Linked DNA regions of Zea mays: all the other regions are linked to region 2. The links are chromatin contacts, called in public Hi-C maps. All regions are on one chromosome and are shown on one strand. The core of a region is the stretch at or near the end of the contact, and the rest is flanking DNA. Distances in the headings are between cores, read along the strand shown.

Region 1 (3,400 bases), core at 740-3,239, 330 kb after region 2:
CTGGAGGCCCTGGCCGCGAGGAGGATGACCCCGTTGGCGTCGACCCCCTTGGCGAAGATCTCGATGAGGCCCCTGTCGACGCTGAGCTTGTTGACGGTGAGCGTGCCCGTCTTGTCGCTGCAGAGCACGGTCATGCCGGCCATCTCCTCGATGGCCGTCATGCGCTTGGTGATGGCGCCCTGCGTGGCGAGGCGGTGCGAGCCGATGGCCATGGTGACGGAGAGCACGGTGGGCATGGCGATGGGGATGCCGCCGATGAGGAGCACGAGGAGGTTGTCGATGCCGTCGCGGTACGCGCGGTGCTGGATGGCGTACATGACGAGGACCTCGACGGCGATGCCGATGGCGATGGTGGCGATGCAGAAGTTGCCGATGGCCTTGAGCACCTTCTGGAAGTGACCCGTCTGGTTGGTGCTGTCCACGAGGTGCGCCGCCTTGCCGAAGAAGGTGTGCACGCCGGTGGCGATGACGACGGCCTCGAGCTCCCCCTGCTTGCAGGTGGAGCCCGAGTAGATGCTGTCGCCGGGGCCCTTGGTCACGGGCAGCGACTCGCCGGTGAGCGCCGACTGGTCGATCTTGAGCGGGTCGCCCTCGAGCAGGCGGGCGTCGGCGGGGACGATGTCGCCCAGCTTGACGCTGATGATGTCCCCCGGGGCCAGCACCGCCGCGTCCTGCTCGCTCCAGCGCCCGTCGCGCAGCACCTTGGCCTTGGGCGCCAGGTTGGCCATCAGCGCCTCTGCCGCGCTCCCGGCGTTGCTCTCCTCCCAGTAGGAGATGGACGAGTTGAGGAGCAGCAGGAACACGATCCCCACGAAGTCCTGCCAGTCCGGCGGCTTGCCGCCCCCGTTGGCGAGCGCGATCGCCATGATCGCCGCCGCCTCCATGACCCACGACAGCGGGTTCCACATGAACCCCAGGAACTTTAGGAACTTGCTCTCCTGCATTGCATTGCGTTGCGTGCGCGCGCCAAGAAAAGGTCAAGCGCATGGTCCGCCATTGTTACATAATACATACACATACACATGAGCAGAAATTAAAAGAATGGTGGAGCAACCACCTTCTTCTCCTCGAGCTTGTTGGGCCCAAAGACGGCGAGGCGCGCCTCCGCCTCCTCCGAGGACAGGCCCAGCTTGCTGCATTTGAGACTCTGGAAGACCTCCTCCACGGGGATGTTCTCCTGCCATGCGTAGCAAACACAGAGTACGAGACAGCATGAAAAACTAAAAAAATATATCCAAGTCCCTGGAACAGCGACGTCTGTCTAGAAAAATTATTATTACGGATTAGCAGCGGATCGGAGCAGCATCAGCAGTGATTAATGCGACCAGCCCCAAAAAGTGCGGTGGTTGGAGATCACAGGGAGAGGCAAAAAAGCGAGAGAAAAAAAAATACGCAAACCGCAAGCTTGTAACCCGTGAATCAAGCAACGGTACACAAAACAAAGCAGCGTCTGAGGCAACTTTATCACATGAGTGAAAGATGATCACTAATCAACGGTTTACACTCGTATCAGCGGCGCTGAGCTGGGTGAAGACTGGAGGCCAGGTATATGTTCTTTCCCCTCCAAAAAACGAAGCAAAAAAAACACACACACACACACACAAATACAGATCATTAGCAAGGGATCATAAGTGAGACGTACTTGTTCGTAGAATTTTATTCTTTCCGAGAAAAAAAGAAAAGCGGTTTTTGGTTATTAACAATGCTCGTCATCTAATTATCCACGGAAAGAGCACGTAGATTTTGTAAAATTAACAGAGTAAACGGACAAAGTATATATCTTAGCTAGCTTTGAGGCAGAGGTAGTAGAGTGGAGGTTGGGACGAGAAGAAGACATGGCAATAATACTGCAAATTAGAGAGCTTGAAGAAGCATGTGTGTTGCTCGTACCAGATCGATTGCCTCATTCTTGATCTCCTCGAGGCCCGCCATACCGGCCGTTGGCAGCCGCGGCCGACGCAGCTGCCGCCGGAAGGAGAGGGACGAAACGGAAGGGAGCAGCTCCGGCGCGGCCCGGTGAGATGTGGTAGTAGGAACTTAAGCGAGGCCCGACCCAGGCAGGCAGGCAGCTTTTTATATGTCGGGGCGCGGTGGGGCCAAGCCTCAACGACATCCTATATTTTTGTTTCCTTTTGTTATTTATATATTGGAATTATATTTGTTAACAAATCGCGGCGATAACCACCGTACGTGCATATCACGTATATTTGTTACACTAACGGAGCCGAGAAACTAGGAGGTTGTGGCGCGAGTCTCGCCGACACCGGCGAACCCAACTTAAAGAGTGTTTGAATGTATTAGAACTAATACTTAGGCCCTGTTTGGAAGAGCTTCACTTCAAGAATTTCAATTTTGTTCGAACTTCTTCAACCCAAACAGGTCCAGCTCCACGAGCTTTAGTTTTTAAAAAAAATCGAAACTAGAGGCCCGTTTCATGAAATTGATGAAGCTCCTTAGAGGGTGTTTCAAAAACACTGTTTTTATATCTCCTCATGAAGCTGTACGAAAATTACCCACCATGCCACTGGTTACGCAACATACAACTTCCGTTCTCTCTGGTGACAACACACTAATCATCAAGGATAATTAAGGAAATCCGCACAAATCAATTGTACTATATAAATTGGAGTCCATATACAAACCAAACGCTCCTAGAACTCACATTAATAATTTGATGGAGTTGTTTTATAGTAAAACTGGAAAACCAAAGCTAAAACTTTTGAAGCAAAGCTCTCTCAAACAGGCCCTTAGTTAGCTAAAAATTGTTAGTAGAATTAGCTAGCTAACAAATAACTATATAACTATTAACTAATTTACCAAAAATAGCTAATAGCTGAACTATTAGCTAATTTTAGCTATTAACTATTAGTTTTAGTTGATTCAAACACTAAAAGTTTAAAGTCCTTCCTATTTTTTCTTGCATGTATTAGGTAAAATGTAGAAGGAGGAACACGCACGCTCACTCGACTCATCGGATGGGCAAAAGACGTGGGCACGCAACATGAGCGTAAATGGTCCGCTAAATTCGGAGTCTAAAGTTTTACACGTCGGTGGCTTCCTTTGCAGTTTTATTTTACCGCTTATTCCAAAATCTTTATTTGATAAGTTTATTCCGGAAACCTTATCAGGTGTAAATCGGATCAACTGGTCTTTATCTGGTACGATCCTTATCTAATATGGATTTGTGCATCTCTACCGGTTACTATTTTTATAGAACTGAATGTGGTATTCTCCTATAAATACCTACCTACGGGCGCTACCATCAAAAACACCAGCAACCAATGCATCTAACCTCGTCTCTTCCTACCTACTACGCTGTCGTGTACGCTACTTCATCCCTATCATTGGAACGTCGACGTCGTCTGCTCTATGCTCTCGTCAGCAAGAAACATACAACTAT
Region 2 (3,119 bases), core at 377-2,876:
CAAAGGGCGAAACAGAGAGAATAATGCCTCACGTTGCCACGAAGAACAACGCTAGCTTCTCCTTCTTCAACTTCTCATATTCCTCGTCCTCTGCTGCATAATCATCCTACAAAATACCATAGCCCGTGTCACGTGAGTAAGATCATCTGAAGTCACCCTTCTCCCAGATTGATCATACCACACATTAGCTGTCGGTTTCTTACCAAGTCCACGACTTTGAAGCTTGCCTTGTCATATCTGGACTTCGCCTCCTCAGCAAGGGCCTGTTATGTATATGGCAGATCAGAATATTTAGAAGACTACCCTAAGAAAGGATTTAATATACTGAAGACTATATGAAGGGTGATTGATTCGAGCTAGAAAAGACAATTGCCTTTTCCCACCCAATCTCCCAAAGCAGTCGCTTTTTCTCCTCTGTTCGCTGCTTTCACGCAGAAAACCACACAATGATCAATGATGTATCGATTGGGCCCAGAGAGAAGGTAGGACTAAGAAGGTTTGTTTAGCCCACCAACCCCTCCTCGAGGTTTGACATTGACACCCATATTATTCCTAGCCAGGTGCTTGCGGTTGCCCTTTTTTTTGGTCAACATTTTGCTACCGCACATGTCGTTGGCTTGTAATGCTAGTAGAAGTTTGTAAAAAAAGCTTTGGATGGTCAAGAAACATGCGGTTTGACTTTCTCAAGCTCATAGTCACAGGTGCGATGGTTGGACTAGAATACTTGTTATTCCTTTTTGGAGTAGTTAATAGCTATGATAAAATCCAAGTTCCGCTCACAAGTGCTTCAAATCTCGCGGTAACTTTCATATACCCTCTGCAGTGGAATTTCCTGCCGTTATGAAAGCAACCCGTAAGGCCGGCATGATAGTGATGGAGAAAATTTTAAAAATCCCTCTGCATCACCCACCAAGAACTAGTTCCCTTCATTCATTAACAAAAAACCCCCCTTTCCCTCGGGATTATTAAAAATGAGAATTGCTGACATTAACAAGAGTAGCAATTCACCACCTAGAAGTCGTCAAACACGAGGAGAAACTATACAGGAGACATAAGAGATGACGATTGATCTGGTTTATGGCAGGCAACGCGCGCATGACGCACCTTGGCAAACCCCTCGGAGGTGCCGGTCTGCGTGCCGAAGAAGACGGTGACCTTTTTCCTGCCGTCGTCGGCCGGCTTCTCCTCCTCGGCGGCCTTACCGCCTCTCGCCTTGGCCTGCGTGGCCTCCGCGGCCGCGACGGCGGCCTCCCGCTTCCGCTTCTTCCCGGCGGCGGCGCGCCTCCAGAGCACGAAGAGCGCGGCGCCGAGCACCGCGGCGGCGAGCGTGGCGACGAGCGCCCGGCCCTCGGCGCCGTCCCCGCCCAGCTCGGGCGGCACCCGGCCGCGCAGCAGCGCGGCCACCAGCTCCATCGCCCCCGACGTCGCCGAGTCCATCGTTTACGTCACTCGGCGTCGGCGACCGAGGGGTTGGTTTGGTTTGGTGGCGGGCGGTGGTGGTAGGTGAGGCGTTGGGCGACGGCACGGGAAGGCCCGAAGGAAGAAGGCCAGGGCAATGAATGAATGAATGCTGGACGCGGCAACGGCAAATGGGCACTGTCCTGTACCACGTAATTACAACAGCTGATGCAACGCTGCTGCCGGCGAGGCGTGGGAGGTGCGGGGGCTTAAATAGGTGGCCGGGCGGTGGCCGGCGGGGTTGGCCCGGCACGGTCAAACCACCTACCCACTGCGCCGTAGAGCCAGAGGAGGCTTCGCTGCAACTGGGAGGCGGGGCGGGCGGGGGTTCTGCTGCGTGGACCCGGCGCAGTGGTGTGGCCGTGTGGGGGACTGGGGGTGAGGGTCCCGGTCCGTGGGGCCGTGGGGGTAGGTTTGGGAGACTGAGGAGAAGCGTGGCCGCTCGGTGGCGTCGCGTTGGTGCGGGAAGTGGGCCCGCGTGTCTGGAATCTGGAACTGGAATGCAAGCATGTGTTTCGTGTTGCGACGTGGTCAGCGTGAGCCGACGGTAACGGCGTTACGCGGACAGGCGTGCCAGAAGCGCAGCGATGATGTCGAAATCGCAAATACTTTGCGGCAGAAAAAAAGGGCACTACTCTCTTGTAAAAAATACTGCAGCTTTTGTTGAACCAAGTAATTTTAAATTCAATTAAAACTAAAGAAATTACAAAAATACATTGCGGTCATAGTTAAATTAATTATAAATTATACCTTTATATTAAATATTTTTGAGACATAATGTTGGTGTATTTTATATAAATCTAGTCAAGTTGAAGAGAAAAATGATTTGCTTTGCATCTAGAATTGCTCTATTTTGTGATAGAGCATTCGGTTCATCATTTCTAGTGCTACTGGACAACTACATTCATGTTTGAGTATTTTAAAAGGATAAGAAATAGTATCCTTTTGTCTAGTGGTGGATTTCATAAAAAAATATACTTTCTCTGTCTCACACTAAAATTTGTTTTAGTCTTCTAATGGGTTCTTACAAGAATTGGTGTATGTGTTTTGAATATATGTCTAGATTCATCATCGTTCATTTTAATATAGACATAAAAACCGAGAACTAAATCAAATACTAATTTGGGACGAAGAAAGTATAAAATAGGCTGCTACAACAACATGAGTCCACTAGACCTCCACATAGAACAAATATAGCAATGAGTAGTCTTCTATCAAACATCGATGAACGGTTAAAAATGTAAAATACATCATAAACAATGAAGGACGTAGTTTCTCCCTATTTCATACCGAAATGCAAAATAACATAAAGCAACTCTAAGAGATTAGCTAAATTTACCGATTTAGCTGCATTTTAAAATAGATTTCACAGAAAAGGTACACTAATCCAACAGACTATTTAATTCAAAACCATGTATGACGAGTTAAGAAGGCTATCCAAAAATATAGAGCGAATATGTTGAGATAGAGAGCTACTAAATTCGAAGAGTCATTTAAAAATCTTCTAATAATAGCCAAATTTAGCTTTACAAAATGATCTAGCTAGCCTATTGAGGTAGCTCATAGACGACACATGATGATGACATCTATTGTTGATCCCAAGAAAGAATCTAAGTAAATAGACATAATTAATTAGTCAAACAAATATGGACTTTAGATTT
Region 3 (3,269 bases), core at 107-2,606, 260 kb after region 2:
TTACTTACACTTAGTAATTGCTAATAAAATTTTGACCAACTTATAAAAGCAATGCTCAGCTTCAGCCTCTATTTTGTTGATTAGCCTTACACTTCACATGAACTCCCACCTTTGGTGAGTTCATGCACATTATTCCTCACGACTTGTTGAGCTATGAACGTATGTGAGCTCACTCTTGCTGTCTCACACCCCCACAGGAGAAGAACAGGTGGTTCAGGAGGAGCCACAAGGCGAGGAGTTCGATTCGATCTAGGTGTCGTCTCCCAGTTGACTTTCTGGCGCCAAGGATGGATTTTAGATCCTGTTATATTATCTTCTATTTTGTAAGACTTCCGCTATGTAATAAATACTCTGATTATTGTGACATTTATCTCTATACAATCTGTTATTATATATGTTGTCTTCTTTGGCGCATGTATGAGATGCACCCGACTTTGTTCCTTAAAACCGGGTGTGATAAAAAATGAGCTCGACTCAGCTCGTTCGAGGCTCGCGAGCCGCTTCGAGCCGAGCCACTTCGAGCTCGAGCCGGCTCGCGAGCCTCAAGCTTATTTTCCAGCCCTAGTTTAAAGTACAAAAGAATGTTTTGTACAACATATAGAGAAATACTTAGGTGTTTGTTTCGGCCGAAACGACATTCTGGGCCTCATTCAAGGTGGACTGAATTAACCCGGCTTAAAATTCGGTCCATCTGCTAGAGCAGTTCGTTTTAGCTAGGCGAGAAATAAACCCATCTTTTTTAATTCCCTTCATTCAATGGTTGTCCTTGAACGAGTCCAGATGAGCTGCCTTCTAGATTGGTTCTTGATCTAAAAATGGGCTGGTGACTAATAGTGCGTTTGGTTGCAATGACAGGACGAGACGGGATGAGACAATCCCTCAAATAATGTTGTTTAGTTCAAGGTCAAAGGTTGGGATTAGTATTGTCCCCAATTGTCTCTCAAATTGGAGGGACAAGAGAAAACGCCAGGGGACATCCCTGTCCTAACTATCGCGCAATCAAACACACCCTAAAATTTGTGACAATATATGTTTCACTTAATCTTGGCCTCGTTTGTATGTCGGCCTACCAAACGAAGAACAAACAATAAGACTACTTCGGCAGACTTTCTATTTCAGTCTCTATCTCACTTCATATTTTAAATTGTAATCTTATAAATATGGTTTCATGTTTTAAACTGTAATCTTGTAAATATAGTAATATACCGTGCAAAACAATACTTTACACAGCCTATCGCACCGGAGATGGCGTAATGACCACCGCCAATCCGCCATTGCATCTAGCCAAAGCTGTCACGTGCTTATGGCCCACACTATCAATGGGTAGTTGGGTCCAGCAGAAGCAGTCCCTCTCTCGAGATCAGATCTGTGTGTGTGACCATTCGTGCCACAGACATCGCGGCCCTACCTTACCGTTGCCGGCCTGCCCTTCCCAGCCCGGCAGTCCACACCGTCCCCGTCCTCCCACTCCCCACTCGCAACCATTTCAAATCGCTCTCTCGACCCAACTGTACTCGCCGTCGTCAATTCATCATCCATCCCCATCCCCCCATCGACTCCCAGATCTCTATCCCCCTCTCCCTGTCCTCACTCTCTCGAGCGCGTTGTGGCGGATGTCCTCGTCGGCGCGTTTCGATCTCCGGGTAAACCCTACCCCCAGCCGGCTAGCCCCAGATCCGCCGTCCTCCCTTGGCCGCCTCTAACTTCCTCCTTCCAATGCAGGCCTCGTCGCATCAGTTGCAGCCGCCGCCGTCGCACGCCAGCATGAGGTGAGCGCCAATTTCCCTCTTGGGTTCGAGTTCGAGGGGGTTTGATTCTGATGTCAGTGGTTTGCGGCGTGGCTGCTTGTGCAGCAGCGACGGGGGCGCGTTCGCAAACGCGGAGAACCTGGAGCACTGCGCCCGGTACCTGAACCAGACGCTCGTCACCTTCGGATTCCCGGCATCTCTCGACCTCTTCGCCACCGATCCGGTCCTTCCTCTTCCCTCTCTCCCCCGGCTCGCAGCTGCTTCACGTTTATGTATTCATTTCGGTCGCGGGGGTTTGTTTGCTTATGATTTTCGGGGTTTAAGGGATTTATTCATCTTGTCGCCATTCCTTAAAAAACAAATTTTCGAGGCCAATTCGTCGATCGTTCTGTTATACTCGTACCTGCTTAATTTTTCCCCTCTCTACCTCTCTATTTACATCTTCCATTGTCTTTATCTGGGTTGCCATTTGCGTTTTGTCCGTGTTTTTTTTCCAGCAATCATTTTGTTATTTATCCAGTAGGAATGCTACTGTTATTGTTACCTTGTCCCTTATCAGATCTTCTGATATGTTGTCACTTGTTATTTTTTTAATTACATTCTGAATTTTGTGTTCTGCGCGCACTGGTAGTGCAGGGCAACTTCTTTTGAAATTTGGGGATCAATATATGCGGAGGGCTTTAAGGTTCCTCCATGTGCTTTTTTTAAAACTTACCACACCTTTTTTGGGTTCTGTTATGCAGGTCTCGATTGCAAGAACTTGTAACTGCATCTATGCGCTGCTGCAGCAGCGACAGAGGGACATTGAGTTCAGGGAGTCTACAAATGACCAGCGGCAGCGGTGCGTGCCATTTCTTCCCTTTCTATTTCATGTTGCAATCCCGATGTTCTTAGCCAGTGTCAATTTGTTAACTGTGAATTTTCACCTGATCTGGAAGGTAGCACTGATTAGTGACACACTCTTAGACATGTAGCTGCATCACTAAACTTAGTACTGGTTGGTAGTGATAGATGCTGGTTATGCTTCTCACATGACATTATTGTTGCCATTCATGTTTATTTTTTCACCTAGGGCATGATGATGATAGTTGATTGAATCACAATCACCTATCTGTATTAATTAGCAATAAGAGTATAAGTTAGAGGCTCATGTTATGAAACCTGAAATATGCCTGGTCCAAAAGAATTGCATGTTGAAGAATCTTGCCAAACTTCAGTGTCATAACCTCATAGGGTATAGACTTGTAAGGAGGAAAGCCCTGAGAAATTGAGGTAATTTTTTGTTGTCCACTCAGCTAAAGTGCTAAGTAATAATACATTTGATTAAATTATCCATTGCAGGTTCATCATATTTTGTACCCGATGTTCTTTTTCTTTTCCTACTGAGCCAACCCACTATTCTATCTCAGACATAGTGAAATGCGGCTTAACTATATTAATAATTTTGAGTTAATATAACATTATTGTTATTACTTTCTTTCAGTGTTTGTTGCTGGTTGAGTCTTGATTTTGCTTGCCTGT
Region 4 (3,344 bases), core at 352-2,851, 450 kb after region 2:
CCATATTTAATAATGCAGGGGACTAAAATGAAATAAAATAAAGTGACTAAATATTAGTCTCTAGAAATTAAACACCCCCTTACTACAAGTTGCAACCAACAACTATTACTAAAAACATCAACTAACATCGGATCAAACAATCAACGCAACTTTTAGTTCCAGTTGCGTACTATATGACCGGTACTAATGTTCTTTTATCGGGTAAGAGCATCTCCAACAATGTCTCAAATAGTTGTCTTATATTTAAATATAAGTCTCAGTTAAAAAATCAACTCCAACATTGTCTTAATTTAGAATTTTTTATATAAAAATATAGGACAACATCTCAAGTGTCCCAGATTTGAGGAACCCATAGGCACTGCCCCATGTGGAGGTGCAACTAGAACTGGACGAAATACTCGTGGCTCGATAACTCGCTCCACTCGGTTCGTTTTAATTTTGTAGCGAGCCAAGATAGCATTCCAGCTCGGTTGTCTAATGAGCCAGCTCGGGTTAGCTCATGAGCTAGCTCGCAGAGCCAAATGAGCCAAGCCATAACACAAGTTTGTCTAGTTGTTGGTGTTATCTCATCTCTCATAGTCTTGCCTTCTCGTAGTTATGATCTGTGATATAGACATGTGTGGATGTGCCATGTGCTCAAATATTTGCATTATTGCATGACTACATACCTATATTGCATATTTAATATTTGATTATTGGTTATGATTTTGTGAACTTTGTTTTCTAGCAGCATATGATGTTAGTATTGTGCAATGAAATGTTACATATTTGTGGAATAGATGATGAACTGCTTTATAATGATACTTGTTGCTACTTTATTATAATAAAAGAGTTTGTAAATATGTACGTTAATACATATTTGGTTATTCAATTTAATATTGAAAGTTAGAAGCTATGACGACACTATGTTAATAATATTATAAAGGTTTTGGGTTTATAGTGTTAAACATCTAAATATGATTTTTCGGTTACATATATTTATATACATATATCTTTGTATTTAGTTGTATGGCTCGCGAGTCTAACAAGCTGGCTCAAGCTCCCTAACGAGCCGAGCTAAATATTTAGCTCGTTAGTATAACGAGCTGAGCTGGCTCGTTATAGTAACGAACTATAACGAGCAAAACTATTATAAGCTGAACTGGCTCGATATTCACCCTAGACGCAACAGATTGAAGTTTCACATGATCGTTTTTTCTTTCCTCTACCTCTTCCCGCGTCTCATTGCCGCCCTGCCCCGTCTCCCTGCATCCGCCGGTCTGTGCCTTCTCCCTGCCCTCGCCATTTGCAGGGTCGGACCGACGCCTTCTTCCTGCCCCCGCCGTTCTGAGCGTCGGTGTCAGCACAGCTGCTCCAGGCAAACATGAGGTACAGGCTTTCAGAGGCAGGAACCATGGACGAAGACGAGCAGCATTAGGAAAATGTCACGAGGCCACGTAGACGGAGGCGTGCGAGTGTTCCGGGTAATTGGGCCGGACTGAGCTTGCTGGGCTTTGTAAGCGCGTGCGTCGTAGGTTGGCCCGAGAGAGGAATATATGGTGCCAATGTGAATTAGGAAAGCTATCACACAAGAAGAACCTGAACTTTCAGGCGAACACCTCCTCTTTGTTCTTCTCCAATACATCTTGCTGTGTTCCATCTCTTCTGGTTTCCCGTATCTCGAGTGTTAACATTTGGTATCCGATTAAGTCATCCTAGATCCACTTGTTGATGTGCCATGGCGACCCCGATCTTCCACAATAGAGCATCAAGACGCCGCCATCCGCAAGCTGCTCGATGAAATGCGACTCATGGAGACGCTTGTCCGAGCGCATCAGCCCTGTGACGAGACGTCTCAAGAAGAGCCCTGTGACGAGACGTCTCAAGGGTCCCATCTTCGACGTGGAGCCCTGTTTCCACCGCCGCATCCTCAATTCGGATCCAATCTCTCCCTACGACTAGGTCGATCTGCTTTCGGTCGTCCGTGTCGCGGCCCCGAGCTCCCGGGATTTGCTTCCTCCACTGGGCATCCGTGCTGTGCCGAGCAGCTACGTCGCGAGCGGGCATCCACAGGAGGTGGTCGGCGTCGACGTCCGAGCCGACACGCTGCAGGATCTTCTCCTGCTTCGCCTCCAGCTCGGACAGCACGACAGAGAACTTGTCCAGCCCTCGCGACGAGTCGAGTCGGCTACTCGCGTCGAGTCGAGCGTTCCTAGGGCCTCCAGCACCGAGATGGACAGGGAGTTCAGCGCCGCCTTCGTCACAGCATCAGCCGCCTCCGGCACCAGCGCCCTCGAGGAAGCGCAGCTGCACCTCAACGACCTCTACACAATCGCCACCGAGGGGATTGACACGGCCATCGCGACGACGCGGAGGGAGAGCAAGCCCGTGTACATCAGCGTGAGCTGCAACCTGGTCGGCCTCTCCCACCCGACCTTCAGTCGAGAGCCGGTACCCCTATTCAAGAGCTTCGGCGGCCCGGTCGACATCGTCAAGAACGACCAGCCGTACGTCCTGTTCGACGACAGCAAGCGATGCGTCTGCAGGTCCATCGACGAGGACGACGAGGTTCCCAACACATTGCCCACCAGGTGTTTTAGGAATGGTTTCATATTCGTATAGAGCTTCTCGCCTCCATTCAATTGCAGCTGGGATGCCGTGCCGCATAGGCAACCTTGGCCACCACCACATATGCAAGTTGAGTTTGGATATAGCCATGATGATTTACGTACAATTCCATGGTCGTCTCTCAACATAGTAGTTCATGAGGTTGCTATTGGGGAGTATTGCATTTTTGTCCAAGAAACCTCCATGGCCACCTCCAGCTCATCAATATTTCAGATCTATGCATACTGAAACTGTGGGAAGTTGGAAACACGAGATGGTGACTACAGAGTGGAGTTTCCATATGCTCATTCAAGGAGAACGACAACAACAATGGGGCGGTACTGTTGAACTGGCTTGGCAGAGGGATAGCATAATGGTGCCCAAGTGGCTTGCTAATAGAGTGATGGCATTTCTAATAATATATAGTGAGGCCATTATAGTTCTTCTCTGTTGTGCAATCACTATGGCCCTTTTATTGCTAGAATTACTCAAACTCAAGGATAATTGGCAGTGTTCTGTTTGCTTGGAACCAACACATCTTGGTATCGCTAGTGGTTGCTTCCTAGAGGGATGTGTCATTGCCAATCTATGTGGTTGTGTGGTACTGACAGGATGTGGCCATATAGCCAGTGATATACATGTGCTAGTTCTGTTGATAGCTGATGAGCTAATTCAAGAGCAAAACCAGACGAATCGCAATGGAGGTGGAGGCAATACAAATGCCATAATGTCAATTCAACAAGATTCGGTTCAGTTTT

The links. A called contact is a pair of places that touch in the nucleus more often than the background predicts.
Region 1: a Hi-C map of tassel shows a contact between it and region 2, with 1.8 times the contacts expected there. The contact joins the promoter of LOC100383137 here to the promoter of LOC100216882 in region 2. A contact is called at or near these places in 2 of 25 Hi-C or Micro-C datasets (ear and tassel).
Region 3: a contact with region 2 is called in a Hi-C map of leaf, with 8 times the contacts expected there. The contact joins the promoter of LOC100276431 here to the promoter of LOC100216882 in region 2. A contact is called at or near these places in 7 of 25 Hi-C or Micro-C datasets (bundle sheath, ear, endosperm and 2 more) and 2 of 3 datasets of contacts at active chromatin or transcription factors (leaf and seedling).
Region 4: a contact with region 2 is called in a Hi-C map of tassel, with 4 times the contacts expected there. The contact joins the promoter of LOC103653394 here to the promoter of LOC100216882 in region 2. A contact is called at or near these places in 2 of 25 Hi-C or Micro-C datasets (ear and tassel).

Annotation. Positions count from the first base shown.
Region 1 is chr4:74,112,939-74,116,338 of Zm-B73-REFERENCE-NAM-5.0, reverse strand. LOC100383137 reads right to left here and starts at 1,989. Exons shown (of 11, transcript NM_001175803.1): 1 at 1,891-1,989; 2 at 1,058-1,177; 3 at 1-938. The coding sequence starts at 1,932.
Region 2 is chr4:74,442,674-74,445,792 of Zm-B73-REFERENCE-NAM-5.0, reverse strand. LOC100216882 (NADPH--cytochrome P450 reductase) reads right to left here and starts at 1,626. Exons shown (of 17, transcript NM_001359515.1): 1 at 1,105-1,626; 2 at 204-263; 3 at 33-106. The coding sequence starts at 1,437.
Region 3 is chr4:74,182,478-74,185,746 of Zm-B73-REFERENCE-NAM-5.0, reverse strand. LOC100276431 reads left to right here and starts at 1,356. Exons shown (of 15, transcript NM_001312878.1): 1 at 1,356-1,643; 2 at 1,723-1,769; 3 at 1,857-1,971; 4 at 2,492-2,589. The coding sequence starts at 1,614.
Region 4 is chr4:73,995,550-73,998,893 of Zm-B73-REFERENCE-NAM-5.0, reverse strand. It overlaps LOC103653394, which reads left to right and starts at 1,601. Exons shown (of 1, transcript XM_008680310.3): 1 at 1,601-3,344. The coding sequence starts at 2,744.